Linked DNA regions of Hordeum vulgare: region 2 is linked to region 1. A link is a contact called in public Hi-C data. All regions are on one chromosome and are shown on one strand. Each heading gives the region's core, a stretch centred on a gene start, on an enhancer-like site or on the middle of the called end of the contact. The rest is flanking DNA. Distances are from core to core; before and after follow the strand shown. Region 1 holds the start of LOC123440714. Region 2 holds the start of LOC123445255 (probable histidine kinase 3).

What was found. A called contact is a pair of places that touch in the nucleus more often than the background predicts.
Region 2: a contact with region 1 is called in a Hi-C map of seedling, with 2.8 times the contacts expected there. The contact joins the promoter of LOC123445255 here to the promoter of LOC123440714 in region 1. A contact is called at or near these places in 2 of 6 Hi-C or Micro-C datasets (leaf and seedling).

The regions. Positions count from the first base shown.
Region 1 is chr3H:575,520,759-575,523,458 of MorexV3_pseudomolecules_assembly, forward strand. LOC123440714 reads right to left here and starts at 1,371. Exons shown (of 1, transcript XM_045117264.1): 1 at 767-1,371. The coding sequence starts at 1,288. The coding sequence ends at 1,028.
Region 2 is chr3H:576,218,805-576,221,504 of MorexV3_pseudomolecules_assembly, forward strand. LOC123445255 (probable histidine kinase 3) reads left to right here and starts at 1,375. Exons shown (of 11, transcript XM_045122216.1): 1 at 1,375-2,499; 2 at 2,591-2,700. The coding sequence starts at 2,032.

The sequences.
Region 1 (2,700 bases), core at 121-2,620:
CTTGGACTATAACCCCATCAAGTGTCGTACATGCACGAGCTGCACTGCCCCAGGCCGCCCGAGCGGCCGAAGGAGTCGCGACCAGCCTGCAACATACTCTGATCAAGAGGCCCCTGCATCCGCCGCTGAGCTGAGCGCACGCGCCGCACCCCAAGGCCACTCACCTCTACCTCTACGCGTTGCACTTACACCACACACGCCAAGCCACATGTGGCCGTAGACGCTCGCTACATCTCCACAGTCGCTCCCATCACCGTCCTCTCACTACCCCAGCACTCCTGTACCCCAGGCACTTGTGACACGCGTGGAAGAGCGCCACGCGGTCTGCCACCGGAAGAGCCCCACTCGACGACTAGCCGCCCCACGGACGCTAGAGTCCCGCCAACGCCGGATCCGCACCGGCTTTTGCCCGGCGAAGGCCATGGGACGGCGGTGAGGGGAGGGGAAACACGGGGAAGAGGCCTTGAGTCTTGAGAGGGTGGGGATGCGCCGCCGCCCGAGTCGCCCCGGGAGGACGACGCAGGGTAGGCTACTCCTCGATCAGTCTACACGCCTTTCCAAGTGGGAGAATTATATCCGACCCGTGCATGGGCGAGCTCATTATCCCTTGATCACATTTTTAATAACTTACCTACATAAATACTTATTTACCAGTGATAATACATACTCCACCAAGAGTATGTAGTGGAGAATCCTGTTAAAAATCTGGTTAAATTTTAAGATTCTTTACACGGCCAAGATGAACTGTCGGGCCAACAAAAATGAATGGCACACAAATTCCACTTTGATGAAGGATCATATTCACATCCCAACATTTTTTTTTCGGATATATATGGGGATTATGTTATCAGCCCTTTCTTCCACTCTTATGATCAAAGTGAAGTTACAAAAAGAGAAGAAAAAAAAGTACACGGTGTACCACTTAGACACACGTAGTATGTATCCATGGCTACCCAGAAGATGTTCCATCAAATATAAAACCTCTCCCGGAGCCTGGACCTACCTGAACTGCAACGACGGAGCTCAACTAACTCATCATCTTCTGCTCGTTCTTGAAGCGCTCTCGGACGGACAGTATGAACGCCGTGGCCCTCTCGTCGACATCACCGGCCGCGGCGTAGGGGGCGCTCGCGGTGGCGTCGATGGAAGAAGGGTACCTGGGCTGGTAGGCGTGTGCGGTGGTGACGCTCGGGGCAGGCTTGGCCTGGACCTTGCCGGCGTACTTGGAGTACGCCATGGCCACCTTCCCCTTGATCGCCCTGGCGCCGTTCTTCATGGTTCCCTCCATTGCACTGTGTTTGATTCTGCCTAAGCTTTTTGTGGCTGCGCACTTGTGTTGTGTGTGCCTTTGCTTTGTGATGCTGGAATGACGAAGAGGCAGCTGCGTTTTATACTGGTTGGTGCGTGAGACGGGTAGTGTTCCACTCCATGTCACGTCCTGTCGTTTTGATGCCATGGGATAGGATAATGAGCATGCGTGCACCAAACGAAATGTAGCTCTGGCAAAGTGAATCTGGGAGCTGTCACTGACAGGAGATTCTAATGCTTTCGGAGGGTCCAGTGGTAAGTGGCACGAGGAGGTGCCACCCAACGAAACCTAAGCTGGTTTTGTGGTGTGTATGATTGCATCCAGTGCCCCATGATAATATACGGTTGGTCGATCTTGTGACAAAAATACACGTATGCACTAGCACATGCTTGCCAAAGTTCTTTGCCTGCCTCTCGCCCTTTGTAGATCAGAAAGAAAAGATCACATGCTTGCCAAGGTTCTTTGCCTGCCTCTCGCCCTTTGCAGATCAGAAAGAAAAGATCGTCGCTTTGGATATCCTCTATGCACTGCGAATATTATCCTCGTCAGATTCCTGATTCCTCTCTATCCTTTGTGAATCGTTCATCAAATCCTCGTGTAGTTGTTTGTGGTTCTGTGCATATATGATATACTTCCTTGTTTCTAAATATAAAACCTTTTAAAAATTGTATTGTAAACTACATATAAAGCAAAATAGAGAAATCTACATTCTAAAAGATGTCTACATACATTAGTATGTACTTTATAATAATAAAAATTAAAACGTCTTATATTTAGAAACGGAGAGAGTATATCTTACAAGTCACAATTGCATTGGGAACAGTTAACCTATATGGTGTTAATTGTTAAAGCTAAGGAAGAAATATGCAAAGACTGGTTGTACTAGCCTGAACCTGAGACTAGGTACGTTTTTATGATGGCTTTTAAAACGTGTACATGTGATGTATGTTTTAGGTCTACTACATTGACTGTTGGTCTTGATATATTATGTGGATGAATTAACGACGACACTGATTTTAGATATGAAGAATAAAAAGACTCCACATTACCAAATGTATAGGTGTGAGTTATGATTTCAGATGGATTGATGCATGTTTTTGTCAGATTTTTATGAAATAATTAATAAAGATAGTCGCATGCATAGATTGATACGGAGGCAGGGGTTTAACCTGCCTTTCCAAAAAAAAAAAACCTCGTATTGTTTATGTACCAGCGGCAACAAGATATCAATCAATCCATGGACGCATCATCTAGCTAGCACCGGCCCCAGTTGCACGTACACAACACACGTATGAGGAAACAAGACGTTTTCAGAAGAGTGAAGTCTGATTTAAACCCTGAAATTGTAAAAGACGACACAAATGAACCCCGACGTCAAAATCCCTGAATTC
Region 2 (2,700 bases), core at 125-2,624, 700 kb after region 1:
GTTGGTCTCCAACAATCTCTCTGTATCAGCGGCAGTTGGCTGCCTCAAGTACTCAGGGCCAAACACCTCGATCACAGCCTGGTAGAACTTGTACATTGACATCAGACATGTTGTCTCACTCATGCGCACATACTCATCCACCAGATCGCCTGGAATTTTATATGCAAGCATTCGGATGGCCGCGGTGCATTTCTGGTAAGAGGAGAATCCTAGCTTGTCAAGGGCACCCGTCTTGCACTAGAAGTATGGGTCATGAGCAACCACTCCCTCTCAGATACGATTGAACACATGCCTTGCCATACGAAAATGGCGACGGAATTTATCCGGCTTAAAGAGCGGTGTGTTCGTAAAGTAATCGGCATAGAGCAGGGCCTGGCCTCTCTTCCTGTCGCGGTTCAGGTTCAGAACACGACCAGGGAGTGACCCCTTGTACCGAGGAAGCTGCCGTTGAATGTGGTCGTGAACCATCACTGCAGCCACCACAATATCGTCATCATCGGACGACGAATCGTCCGATGAATAAATGAAGTGGTAAAAGAAAAACTCATCACCACTGTCCATACCTTTGCAGGCAAAGTGTCGAACACCTTGCGTTCGTGGTGGCAAAGAGGCCGCGATGGTCACCTCGATGCAGGGGTGGTTGGTGGCCTGCTACTGGCCGCTCTGAAGCACTCGTCGAGAAGCCGTCGTGCTGCCGTGACCGCCGTGGTATGTCGACTGCGGCTGTATCCACTCTGCCGTCGAGTACTACGGCGACGGGCCAAACCTCCTCCGATTGACGCCCAGACTACAGTAAAAGCGCGCGCATGGTGGCGGCCAGCTCGCCAAACACGCCCCCGTCAATCCACAGGCCCGCCTCTCGACTCCATTACATTTACATCCCCATTTCCGGAACCGAACGGATCCACGGCAAGACGGCATCCGATCCGTTTAAGAGCGAGCCGAAGCACGCACGTATCACCGTATATAAAACAAACTCCATATAAAAAAAAAGGGGAAATCGAATTGGGTTTGGCAGGACACCAAATGGATGCAAGCATGATAAAAGAAGAGAGCAGCAGGAGGAGGATTTGCACCGCACGTTTGCTGCCGATTTGGTTTGAAACGAAACAACACCAGTCTCCTCCTCCTTGTTGTTAAAAAAAAAGATAAGACGCACACATGGGCGTTACGCACATTAAAAACCCCGTGGGTGGGGGTGATGAGAAGGATTAGAGAGAGGATGGGGAGGAGAGAGAAATGAAGAGGGAGGGAGGGCCCACGGGTAAGGAAGGAAGGAGCCACTTGCGTGCTGGCCTCTACCGCTGCCGCGATTGGTCGCCACCTTCTACCGCTCTAGGCCCGCCAGTCTACTACTACTACTACTGCTGCTGCCTCGCTCGCTCGCTCTGTTTCACTTGCTGCCGCTTTTCCTTCTCCTTTTCCGCCTCCACTCCACAGCCTCACCTGCTTGCCTTGCTTGCTTGCTGCTCCCTCCCTCGCTTTGCTTTGCTTTCCTTTCTCCCTCCCACCTTCCCCTCTCCCTCTCTCTCAGCTCCAATCAACCCAATCCCTTTCCCCCCCGTCCTCCTCCTGTAGCCGCCCTATTCCTGTTGCTGTTGGACCAGAGCCCCTCCTCCTCCTCCTCCTATTCCTTCGCTTCTCTTCTCTCCTCTCCTCCTCTCCTCTCACGGCTGTTGCCGTCGGTCGGTCGGTCGGTCGGTCACAACTCACACGCCGTGCCGTGCCGTGCCGCCTCCCGGAGGTTTGGTTTGGTGGGAGGGTTTGGCCAAGGGCCGAGAAGGAAGGAAGGGGGGGAGGAGAGAAACTGTGGGGGGACAGGGCGGGGCGGGCGGCGAAAGCGCGTGGGTGTTGGCCCTCTTTCGGTTCGGTTCGGTTTGCTTTGCTCCTCCCGGGGCATTCAATCCAGTCCGGGCGGGCGGAAGCGCGGCGGCCGTTTTTCCTCGCTGTGCGGGGGCGGATGCGGTGCGGCGGGGACGCGTGGCGGCGGCGGGGGAGCCTGTGCGGCGGCGCGGCTCGCGATGTAGCCGAATGACCGGCGCTGCTCGCTCGGCACGAGGCGGCGGGGAGGGGGGCGCGGCGGGGATGGAGGGGAAGGGCGGCGCGGCGGCGGCGGCCGGGCTGGTGGGGTTCCTCGGGATGGGGTTCGACAGGGTGCGGCTGCTGCCGCTGCCGCTGCCGCTGCCCGAGAAGCTGTCGGCCAAGGCGCTGCGGAGCCACGTGCGCAGCACCTGCCACGGCTCGCGGGAGGCGCGGGAGCGCCGGTGGCGGTGGATGGCGATGCTGTGGGTCGTCGGCTGGACGCTCATCTGCCTGCAGGTCTTCCGATACTCCAACTCGGGCGCCGTCGAGAAGCGCCGCGACTCGCTCGCCAGCATGTGCGACGAGCGCGCCCGCATGCTCCAGGACCAGTTCAACGTCAGCATGAACCACCTCCAGGCGCTCGCCATCCTCGTCAACACCTTCCACCACTCGCAGACCCCCTCCGCCATCACCCAGGTACGCCCCATCCCATCCCACCCAGGTTCCAACCCGTATCCACGGCGACGGCGGCGGAAGTCCGACGAAATTCCTTGCCCGTTGGCTGCAGGCGACGTTCGCGAGGTACGCGGAGAGGACGGCGTTCGAGCGGCCGCTGACGAGCGGGGTGGCGTACGCGGTGCGGGTCACGCACGCCGAGCGGGACCAGTTCGAGCGGCA